Regions from separate parts of the Sus scrofa genome. Here region 2 is linked to region 1. Evidence: chromatin contacts called from public Hi-C data. All regions are on one chromosome and are shown on one strand. The core of a region is the stretch at or near the end of the contact, and the rest is flanking DNA. Distances in the headings are between cores, read along the strand shown.

Evidence for each region. A called contact is a pair of places that touch in the nucleus more often than the background predicts.
Region 2: a contact with region 1 is called in a Hi-C map of liver, with 3 times the contacts expected there. The contact joins the promoter of NCBP3 here to the promoter of GSG2 in region 1. A contact is called at or near these places in 1 of 5 promoter capture datasets (liver), 15 of 47 Hi-C or Micro-C datasets (alveolar macrophages, blood, brain and 6 more) and 1 of 2 datasets of contacts at active chromatin or transcription factors (alveolar macrophages).

Annotation. Positions count from the first base shown.
Region 1 is chr12:49,817,902-49,823,837 of Sscrofa11.1, reverse strand. It overlaps GSG2 (serine/threonine-protein kinase haspin), which reads right to left and starts at 3,403. Exons shown (of 2, transcript XM_021067684.1): 1 at 3,250-3,403; 2 at 323-3,247. The coding sequence starts at 3,312. The coding sequence ends at 965. ITGAE (integrin alpha-E) reads left to right here. Exons shown (of 32, transcript XM_021067683.1): 28 at 3,518-3,574; 29 at 3,868-3,963.
Region 2 is chr12:49,914,945-49,920,880 of Sscrofa11.1, reverse strand. It overlaps NCBP3 (nuclear cap-binding protein subunit 3), which reads left to right and starts at 2,122. Exons shown (of 13, transcript XM_003131866.6): 1 at 2,122-2,354; 2 at 4,536-4,601. The coding sequence starts at 2,172.

The sequences.
Region 1 (5,936 bases), core at 2,154-4,653:
CAGCTAGTATCCATGACGATGTGGGTTTGATCCCTGGCCTCACTCAGAAGGTTAAGGATCCGGCATTGGATCTGGCACTGTGGTGGCTGTGACAAGGGTTGGCAACTGCAGCACCAGTGATTTGACCCCTAACCTGGGGATTCCCATATGCCGAGGGTGCAGCCCTACAAGGCGAAAAAGAAAGAAGAAAAGGTTAGTTAACCTGGGAAGACATTAGGAGTAAATTACCAAAGTCAGGTTCACAAGGAATATTAACCACTCGGCCCTTAACGCGACATTTGTTTTTCTTCCCTTGATGAAGAAATAAGCAAAAATTCAAACCTTTTAGTAGCCATGGAGTCATTTATTTTCCCTTTGAAAATCAATGACTTCTGCTTTTCTTTGAGGTTGGCAAGTGAGCTTGATAAACAGGTGGCATTTCTCACACTTCTCCCTATAAAGTGTCTACCATCTTCCTTTCCTCTTGCCTTCCAGACTGTCTGCCTCCATCTCTGCTTTGCTACAGGCGCTTTGCTCGCAGGTGACTCCTCATCTGCAGTGAGGTTCCCAAAGCCAGCCTTCTGACACCTACAGCCACCAGATCTGATCACTGCGACAGCTGAGGCTTTGGGCTTTCCTGATTTTTCTCCCCCTGCTCAGTCTCTATAAAGTATCAAGGCTCAAAAAGGAAAAGGTGGGAAGGAATTTACAGAATGGAGTCTGCTGACAGTTAGCAAGAGGGCCTTTCAGCTGTAAACATTTATGCTCCGGTATAGTTTATTTTTTAAGAATAATTTTTAAGTTTAAACATGTTAACAAACATTTCAGTTTCCACTGGGAAGCAAAATTCTTGTTTGAAAAGCTGCTTGGACACCTGTTACGCATGGGAATCCCACCCTGTTCTGGGGCTAGAGGTTAAGAACGGCAGCAGGGGCTTCCCGCCCCGAGCCCTCTGCTGGGGTTGGGGGGCGCCCCCCGCCCCCGCTCACTTAAAGAGACTGTGCTGGCAGAGCAGGTCGGTGGCAGAGCGGAAGGTCAGCATGGTCTCATGGAAATGCTGGATCTTCTTCCTTGTTCGCTTCAAGGTGGGGGTGTTACATTTGGTCTTGAAGGTCATCTGTTTCAGAATCTTATCCGTGAGGTAGTGCAGCCAGAGCACGTTGTTGTAAGGGTGATAGTCGCCCCAGCAGTTGTTGTTCTCCTTCCTCATCAGCCTGTAGATTTCGAACTGGTAGTCACCTTCTCCAGTGAACAGGTCCTCGTCCATGGAGATGTCACAGAAAACCACGATCCCGTCCCGCTCCAGGCGAGACAGGGTGTAGTCGATGATGTTGACCTGCAGCCCGCGGGAGGCGATGGGGTACGTCTTCCCGTGGAGGGTGTAGTGGAGCTCTTTGAGGCTGGTTTTCTTCAAGAGCACATTTCCCCAGTGCAAGTCGCGGTGCTCGAAGTGCAGCGAGGCCTCTGCCACGGCGAGGGAGGCGGTGATCTGGTGCAGGATGCTCTTGGCGGTGGCAATGGAGTTCAGCTTCGAACTCATTTGCTCGAGATCGATCCCGCCAAACTCAAATTCCAGCACGATGAAGAGCTGGTCTTCCTCAAAAAAGTCAGGCCGGTCGTTTGCAGACCCTTTCGTTGAGTTGTAGCGATCCCAGGCTTGGAGGAGCAAGGGAGGGTAAGATCCTTGAACGCAGCGCACCGAGTTCAGCCCGATAAAGCCGTTGGTGCGATGACATCCCTCAGCAGACAAGAGGCTTAGCTCTTTGGAGATGATGATCTCCGGCAGGATTTCCTCGAAAGTTTTCTGATGAACTCCATTGACTAAGTCGGGTCCCTCAATAGCAATGATTTTCAGGGCCACTGGTGTGTGGTCAGCAATTGTTTGAAACACTTCGCCGAACACCCCTTCCCCAATCTTCTCACAGCATTCCAGTTTTTCTTCGGAAAGGCAGTAGCTGAAGGGGACAGGGCCCTCCTGACTGCATTCCCCATAAACCTTTTCTGCATCAGAGGCCTTTTTGTCTGTGACATGTAGTGACTTTAAGGGGGTGAGCAAATACATGGAGGAGGAGTGCCAAGGGGACAGAGCACTGTTTGTTCTGTTCGTGACAGGAGGGTTTGAATGTTCTGACATGAGGGACTGAGAGAGGGAACTGGCAACGGTGTAGCTGCTACACACGTTCGACACAGCAGTCACAACAATCTTCTTCTTGTGGAAACTGAAGGAAGCCCTGGATTTGGTCCAAGAGCAGGTGTTCTGTGAATGAGTCAGCTCCTGGGTGACAAATGAATCTTCTTCCATCTTTTGGCCTTTTTTAAACTGGTGGTGATGAAGGAGGGAGGTTTCTGCTGTCTCCTGATGCTTCCTTTTCCGGCTTGGTCCACTTCTTTCAGGCCGGTTGATTTTCGCAGGTATAATACCGCCCTTGCACCTGCGGGCCCCCTGGTATTCTACCTGGATAGTTCCTTGAGACCCGAGCTCTTGACAAGAGTCCTGGCCTGTGGCCCTCTTCTTACCCATGCTTGATAAACCTGGACTGTCCAGCCTATTCCCCACCAGTTCCCTTTCACAGCAGGATTCCCTCATACTCTTCCCATCTGCCCCAAGCTCAGAATGCTCAAGATCTCCTGGGTCCAAAAGGCTAAAGAGAGCTGACCTGAGGCTGGCATGGGCTTGGTGGGCCAACCTGGTGAGCCTGCTTCCTGCTGTCGCCGCCTCCTGGGAGCAGGGGAGAGGTGGCCGGTCCAGGGAGGTTCCTGGGAGGTGGAAGCCGCTCGGAGCTTCAGAGGCTGCATGGAGAGAGGCAGGAGGGTCGGTACCGATGCTGTCTCCTGGCGCAGGGAACCCGGGGCCGGGAGAGGCCGGAGAGCTAAACAGGGACGCACTGGTGCCCAGCTCGCCGCCGTCCCTGGGCTGCCTGCACACGCTGAGGTCCGGGCTCAGGCGGCCCGGGTTGCGGTTGGGGAAGGGCGGCGGTCCGAGCGGGTCGCAGGGGGTGCTGCACTTCTGAGGGTACCGCGCTCGCAGCCTCAGGCGTCTCGGGGTCGCGTTCAGACTCGGGCGGTTCCTGGACAGTCGGCCGCCAGCGCGCTTCCGCCGCTGACCCACCGGGCTGCTGGGGAAGTCGGGGTCGTCAGGATCGTCGGAGGAGACGGACTGCGAGGGGCCGCCGCCGCTGGCGTCGCTGCTGCTGCTGCTGAAGAAACGCTTCCGGTCTTGCGGCGGGAACCACTGCACGGCTGCCTGGCCCGGCCGCCGCCGCGGCCCCCGCCGCGGGCAGCCCCATACGTTCGGAAGAGCTGACTCCCGGGTCGCGGGAGTGACGCCGCCATGGCCGGCACCCGCCAGGCAGTTCAAATGCAAACACCGCGAGACTTCCTCGAGACGCAGACGCGCCCGCGGGCCGGCCGGCCCGCCGGGTCCTAGCGCCCGACCGTGCGCCTGCGCAACACGACGGTCTCGCCGGAAGTGGGATAGGGCGGCCAACTATGGCGATTTGTCTTTTTCATTGGGCTGCGGGCACTGCTCTCGTTTCAGGCCGACACTGTGTGCACGCAGAAACAGGAACCCGCTTGTGGCAGCAATCCGGTTGAGGTGAGTGCAGCCGTCCCCAGGGGCCCAGAGAGGGAGGAGGGTCTGAAGCCGGTGACGTGAGACGCCCTGATAGTACTTTTCCGAGGTTTCCCCTGAAAGCACAGGCGGGGGGCGCTCCTTAGCCTCTTCACCGGGTCACGTTCGCCAGGGTTGCGGCTTTGCTAGAGGCAAGTGAGCGCAGAAACTGCTCACGTTCTCTATTCTGGGCCCTTGAGGTGTTGTGTGTGCCGAGTGCTAAAATTCCTGGCTTTTTCAGCCGTGGAGGGGTTGTGCTAACATCCATCTTCTTCCAGCGTGTGGAAGAATGGCATTCAGTGAGCTGTGACATCACTTCGGATAAAGAAAATGTAACCGTGTCCGCAGAGCTCTCCTTAAGTCAATCAGAGCAGGTACTTCAGATTTGACTGTCCTGCTGTTTCATGGGATTCTTCCTTAGGAAGGATAGCCTTTCCAAATATAACATGTCCCAAACAGGTCTCTTGAACCACCTGCTGCTGTCCTAACCTGTTCCTTACCCACTTACTCGGTGTAACTTACAGGGTAACTTACCCAGGTTACTTACTAGGTTTTCTAGGAATTACATGCAACTCTTCCCTTTCTTCATCCCCAAATCTGTTCCAGCAGCAAACTCTGTCTTTCTATCCCCTCCACTTCTCCCAAATATATTCTACATCCCTTCCTTCTCCCCATCTCCACTGCTGCTGTTGTAGCTCAGGCCACTGCCTCTTGCTTGGGTTTATTGGCGTAACCTTCTCTCTGCACTTCTTGCCTCTGCTTTTGCGACGCCCTCTACATACGGTCTTCACATAACAGCTATCTCTTAAAAGGAAATGTTGTTCCAGTCATTTCTGGTGTTTTGTTTTTTGGGTTTTGTGTTTTGGGATTTTTTGCTTTTTTAGGGCTGCACCCAGGGCATATGGAAGTTCCCAGGCTAGGGGTCAAATCAGAGCTATAGCTGCAGGCCTACGCCACAGCCACAGCAATGCAGGATCCGAGCTGTGTCTTCATCCTACACCACAGCTCATGGCAAAGCCAGATCCTTAACACTGAGCAAGGCCAGGGATTGAACCCTCGTCCTCATGGATACTAGTCGGGTTCATTACCACTGAGCCAAAATGGAACTCCGTGTCATCTGCTTTAAAAAAATAAATAAATAAAAAAAATTTGAATACACTGAAACTAAAATTTGTGCTTTTTCAGTGGCCTGCAAGGCATCCTATGATCTGGTCTCTGCTTGCTTCTTCAACTTCACCTTCTAGTACTCACCTCTTCCCTGCTGTTTCTACTCCAGCTTGCCAGTATTGTTCTGACCACAGGACCTTTTTACTTGCTGTTCCTATTGCACAGCACTGCTCTTCTCCCAGATCTTAATGTGTGTGGTTTCTTCTTATATTTATCTCAGGTTATTTTTTTAGAGAGGCCTTCTCAGATCACTCATTCAAAAGTAGGAATTAGGAGGAGTTCCCTTTGTGGGTCAGTAGTAATGAACCTGACTAGTATCCATGAGAACACAGTTTCGATCCCTGGCCTTGCTCCATGGGTTATGGCTCCGGAGTTGCAGTGAGCTGTGGTGTAGGTCGCAGACACAGCTCTGATCTGGCATTGTGGCTGTGATGTAGCCTGGGAACTTCCTAGCCTAGCCCAGACCCCTAGCTCAGACCCCTGGCCTGGGAACTTCCATATGCCACAGGTGCAGCCCTTACAAAACAAAAAAGAAAATGAAACAAAACAAAGTAGGAACTAGGAGTTCCCACTTTGGCACAATGGGATTGGTGGCGTCTCTGCAGCACCAGGACATGGGTTTGATCCCTGGCCTCACTCAGTGGGTTAAAGGATCTGGACCTGCCTCAGCTGTGGTATAGGTCACAGCTGTGGGTTGGATCTGATCCCTGGCCTTGGAACTCCATTTGCCATGGGGTGGCCAAAAAGAAAGACAAAAAAAAAAAAAGTGGGGACTGGAGTTCCCGTTGTGGCACAGTGTTTAACGAATCTGACTAGGAACCATGAGGTTGTGGGTTCGATTCCTGGCCTTGCTCAGTGGGTTAAGGATCTGGCATTACCGTGAGCTGTGGTGTGGGTCGCAGACGCGGCTCGGATCCCGAGTTGCTGTGGCTCTGGCGTAGGCCGGTGGCTACAGCTCCGATTCGACCCCTAGCCTGGGAACCTCCATATGCTGCGGGAGCAGCCCAAGGAACGGCAAAAAAAAAAAAAAAAAAAAAGTGGGGACTAAAGTCTAGTTTAACATCATGCAGTGATCCAGGTGAGAATGATGAGATCTGAACCAAAAAAGTAGCAATGAGGATGGAGAAAAAGGAACAGGTGCAAGAAAGCCTGAAAAAAGAGAATCGTCAGGAACTGACTT
Region 2 (5,936 bases), core at 873-3,372, 98 kb before region 1:
GAAAATCAGATGAAGGTTGCACTTCCAGGCCTAACCACATGATTCATGCTAGAATCTCCCAGGGCCAAGAATGAACCCATGCCATAGCAGCAACCCAAGCCACTGCAGTGACAATGCCAAATCCTTACCCCTTGCACCACAAAGGAACTCCATCCAAGGGAGCTTTTAAAAAAAATCAGCCACCATTAGAGATTCTGATTTAATTGGTCTGGGATGTACGTATTCTGGTGTCTTTTTTTTTTTTTTTTTTTTTTTTTGGTTTTAACAAATAGATTTGGAGGGACCCTTTCAAGTTGATAAAAAAATTTAGTAGAAAGTACAGAGTTCCCATAGACCCACTCACTCCCTTCTCCCACCCCCCAGTTTCCTCTGTTAATAACATCTTGCCTTAGTGTGGTACATTTGTCACAATCCATGAGATAATATTGATGCATTATTGTTAATTAAAGCCCACATTTCACTTTATTTTCCCATTGAGCCCCATAACACAGCAGTGATCCAAGCCACAGCAGTGACAATGCTGGATCCTTAACTGCTTGGCCACCAGGAAACTTAACATTTTCTTTAATTGTAGGCACTTTACTTCACTACTGACCTGCCCATGTTCCAAGAATAGACATGAACTGGGGGTCTGGGCGTGCTTGTGTGTGCCCAACTTAGAACTGCACCTGACTTCCATCAGGTGTGTCCGATGCTGGTCATGCTCTTCCTTGGTTTTTAACTGTTTGTTCCTCCATGCTCAGAGCTCTTGGAGTCTCAGTTTTGTGGTGTATAAAATGGGCCAATCATTGGAAGACCTGGAAGAGATAAAAGATGTCAAGGAAAATGCGTTGTATACCTACAGACTTGCGCAAATGTGATAGACCAAGGCTGACTCTGGGGTCTGGAGGCAGACTGTTTAGACTCACATCCAAGTTTATCCCTTAAATACCCTGTCACCTTGAGTAAATTTTTATTTTCTTCCTTCATTCCTCTCTCTCTCCCTCTTTCCCTCCCTCTCTTGCCTCTCTCTTCTCTCTCTCCTTTTTCTTTCTTCACCCCTCTTCCTTCCTGCCTTTCTCTTTCTTTCTTTCTTTTTTTTTTTTTTTTGTCTTCTTGCCTTTTCTAGGGCTGCTCCCATGGCATGTGGAGGTTCCCAGGCTGGGGATCCAATCAGAGCTGTAGCCACCGGCCTATGCCAGAGCCACAGCAACGTAGGATCTGAGCCGCGTCTGCAACCTACACCACAGCTCACGGCAACGCCAGATCCCTAACCCACTGAGCAAGGCCAGGGACTGAACCCGCAACCTCATGGTTCCTAGTGGAATTCGTTAACTACTGCGCCACGACGGGAACTCCTCTTTCTTTCTTTCTTTTGTGTATGTGTGTGTTTTGTCTTTTCAGCGCTGCACCTGACACATATGGAGGTTCCCAGGCTAGGGGTTGAATCAGAGCTGCAGCTGCCAGCCTACACCTCAGCCACAGCAACGCGGGATCCAAACCGCTTCTGTCACCTACACCACAGCTTAAAGCAACACTGGATCCTTAACCCACTGAGCAGGGCCAGGGACTGAACCCTAGTCCTCATGGATACTAGTCAGGTGTGTTAATCACTGAGCCACGATGGGAACTCTAATTTTATGGCTGCACCCACAGCATATGGAAGTTCCGGGGCCAGGGATTCATTCCCAGCCTCAGCTGTGACCTATGCCGCAGCTGTGGCAAGGCCCGATCCTTTAACCCACTGAGGCACAGTGGGAACATCAATCTTGGTTAAATTTAAATGCCTCCGTTTGTAGTAGTAATACTTCAAAGGGTATGTGTAAGGATTCGGGCGCTTGGAACAGTCATTGGCAGGTAATGATTGCTTGGTGCAATTATTACAGGTATACTGCCCAAGGTGTGTAGCTATTTTCTAAGGCCAGACTGCAGCGAAAGGCTCCAGGCCCCGCCCCCTCCAGTAGGCCCTGCCCTTGTTCCCACTCGGTCCCGCCCTCTTTTCCACCAGATCCCGCTTCAGCTGGCCCTCAGGTACCTCCCGCCACTAGGGGGCGTCGTGGCTAAACAGGGCCCTTTAGCTGCAGCAGGCGACGCTCTAGGTAGCGGAGGCCGTTGCTCTGTGGCTAGTGGCAGCGGCGCTCTAGCCGGTGGTGTGCGGGGAGGGCGCTCAGTGGTGCGGCCGGCGGGCGGCGATGGCGGCCGTTCGGGGCCTGCGAGTGTCGGTGAAGGCAGAGGCCCCGGCGGGACCGGCCTTGGGGCCCCTGTCGCCTGAAGCGGAGTCCGGTTTGGACCGCGGCGAGCCGGAGCCCATGGAGGTGGAGGAGGGCGAGCTGGAGATCGTGCCGGTGCGGCGCTCGCTGAAGGAACTGATCCCGGTATGGGCGGGGGGGCGGGGGCGAGGAGGAGGTCGCCGAGCGAGTGTCCCGCGCCGGAGCAGGCCGGAAAGGGAGGCGGCGGGGGCTGGGGCCAGGGACGGGGGCATTCAGAGGAATGGGAGAGGGGGACGAGCCCTTGGGGGACGGGGGCTGGGACCGGGAGCAAAAGAAAGGACGCCTGAGCGCCCGGAAATGGGTATTGAGGGGGCTGGAGGAGGTGGGGTTGAGCTGGGGGGTAGTTGAGGACACCCTCTTTGCTGCCACTCTGAGCCAGTCTTTGCAAGAGGGTGGGCGAGGAGGGGTTAGGATTGTTTGGCGGCTTGAGATAAAGGGGCAGCCTCGGGCGGGAACAGAACCCGGAGCGGCCCAGAAGGAACTGTCGGGCGGGGGGAGGCGCCGGCATCCCGCCTCCCTGTGGGTCCTGCACCGGTGGAGCTGATGTCTGTTAAACACAGCACTCGCGGTTTTCCTTGGAGGGCTGAACTTGTCAGCTGCAGAAACTCAGTGTCCCTATTGTGATTTGAGGGTCATCTTGCTCCACCGCATCTGACCCTTAATTAAACCAAAACATCGTAAACCAGCAGTGGTCCGTCTTTTATCGCAATGGGGAATGTGAGAGGTGTTTTGCTTGTTGTGGTTTGAGAGTCCTATGTCTGGTTCTTAGGGTCGGTCTCAGGCCTGCAGAGCTCTTCTCATGTACTTAATTTCTCACCAGACATGGACTGTTTATGTTTTCAAGTCTTGCTTTTAACTGAGATTATGGGAAAAGGTAGAGGTAGGAGCACTAAAGATAGCAAATGATAATGCTGACTCCGGCAACCACAATTAACATAGTGGCATTTTACCATTTACTGCATTGTATCGTTTAAATATCACTGTGACTGCGAAGTAGACGTTATCCCCTTGTTCATTCAGTTCAACCTGTACTTATTGCATCCTCCACTTTGTGCCAGGCATAGTCCTAGGCGCTTGATCAAGATCAAGATCAAACTCCCTCCTGGAATTGACACTCCAGTTGGGGGACACAACTAAACTCGTAATTACCAATATTGGTGAGTGCTGTGGAGAGAATAAAACATTTTAATGGGATAGGAGAGTGCAGAGGGCAGAAGCAGGAAGCAGAATGGCATAGGATAGTCAGGAAAGTCCTCTGGCATAGCGACGAATAAGCTGAACCCTACGTGACAGAAAGGAGCCAGTCATGTGCAGGCTTGGAAGAGAGTGTTCCCAGAAGGGGCAGCAGGAAGCACAAAGGCTCTGAGATGGGAACAAGGTTGTTTTGTTGGAGAAACGCAAAGTTCTGTAGCTCTAGTGGGAGAGCAGTAAAAGAGGTCAGAAAGGTAGGCGGATACCAACAGAGGAAACTTAGGTCCAGAGAAGCCAAAGGAATTGTTCAGTGTCCTGTGATCAGTGAACATCAGCGCTGTGGTTTGAGTCCCCAGGCTTCCAAATCCCATCCTGTTTTCTTTGCACTGTTCTCTTTCCCCCCAGGAGGTCCAGGTGAGTCTGGACTTTCTGCATTTTGGTGGAGCCGTGTGCTCCATCTGGTGGCCTGACATGGTGAATTTGTCCAGTCTGGGTTGGGGTAATGAGAGACTGCTTCATCTTGGGTATTTTTCATGAAAGCCTTCAGATTTTCATCTACATGGATGCCTTCAGTAGAGGGAATTGCTTTAAGCTGTGGACAGGCTCTGATTTAGAGAAGAGTTCTCGTTAGAGTGGTTGATTGCTACCTGGGAGTCACTGGGACAGGCCTCCTCCTAATAAGGGGTTGTCAGAGTTGGGGAAGGATTGCTGAAAAGAATGACTTTCCAGGGAGTTCCCCTTGTGGCGCAGTGGTTAACGAATCCGACTAGGAACCATGAGGTTTCGGGTTCGATTCCTGCCCTTGCTCAGTGGGTTAATGATCCGGCGTCGCCGTGAGCTGTGGTGTAGGTTGCAGACGCGGCTCGGATCCCGAGTTGCTGTGGTTCTGGCTAGGCTGGCGGCTACAGCTCCAATTAGACCCCCAGCCTGGGAACCTCCCATATGCTGCAGGAGCGGCCCAAGAAATGGCAAAAAGACAAAAAAAAAAAAAAAAAGAATGACTTTCCAGAAGGAATAGGTTGTTGGGCTGTCACTTATCATGTGCTTAGCTTCAGTTGCTTGCTAAGCATTTCTCACCTCTTCCCTTTGTGTTAGGACACAAGCAGGCGATATGAAAACAAGGCTGGCAGCTTCATCACCGGAATCGATGTCACCTCCAAGGTAAGATGGACCGTGATTTGTTTATTTGTTTTGAGAAGCAGGTGAACTTAATGAACTTGCTTCTAGGACTTGTAGAACAGCAGTTATTTTTTAGCTACTTTTTACTTTTGTTGCTGGATTAAACTTTTTAAGTTAAATTTTGTATTACGCATTGATGCCTTCATACATTCTGAAAACATTTAGGCAGCTTTTGTATGTTCTCCAGTCCATGAGAAGATAAAATCACTATACCTAGATGCCTGTGCTTAACCATATCCAAGGAAGAGTTCTTTGTTGAGAATGCTTTTTTATGCTGCCCCTTTTTTAGAAATGTGTAAACCAAACAAACCAAAAAAAAAAAAGGAGTTCCAGTTGTGGCTCAGTGGTTAACAAATCCAACTAGGAACCATGAGGTTTCGAGTTCGATCCCTGGCCTTGCTCAGTGGGTTAAGAATCTGGCATTGCTGTGGCTCTGGCGTAGGCCAGCACTACAGCTCCAATTAGACCCCTAGCCTAGGAACCTCCATATGCCATGGGTGTGGCTCTGGAAAAGACAAAAAAAAAAAAAAAAAAAGAAGACGACGACAAATAAATAAAAGTAAAAACGTGTAAACTGTTTCCACTTTAAATGAAGCAGAACGGGGAGTTCCCGTCGTGGCGCAGTGGAAATGAATCCACTAGGAACCATGAGGTTTCGGGTTCGATCCCTGCCCTTGCTCAGTGGGTTAATGATCCGGTGTTGCCGTGAGCTGTGGTGTAGGTTGCAGACTCAGCTCGGATCCCATGTTGCTGTGGTTCTGGCGTAGGCTGGTGGCTACGGCTCCGATTCGACCCCAGCCTGGGAACCTCCATATGCCGCGGGAGCGCCGAAGAAATAGCAAAAAAGACAAAAAAAAAAACCCCAAAAAACAAAACAAGAAAAAAAAAAAAAAAAGAAGCAGAATGCACATAGTAGGCCCTCAGTAAATATCTTTATCCTCACTGGTTGAGGCCTAGGATTAGGAAAATAGGACTTCCTGGTTATGTGGTTAAACTTTGAAGGCCAAGTTGATTGAATTTTTCTCAGTACCTGGGAATATTGCTTTTATCTAGTGATTGCTAGCACTACGTTACCAGCTTCATTGTAACTCCTCACAGAGCCAAATGTATTATTTTCCTTCTTATAAACAGTTGATACTGAAGTTCCTGTAGTGGCTCAGTGGTTAATGTATCCGACTAGGAATCATGAGGTTGCAGGTTCGATCCCTGGCCTTGCTCAGTGGGTTAAGGATCTGGCGTTGCTGTGAACTGTAGTGTAGGTTGCACACTCTGCCTGGATCCCGAGTTGCTGTGGCTGTGGTGTACTATAGCTCTGAT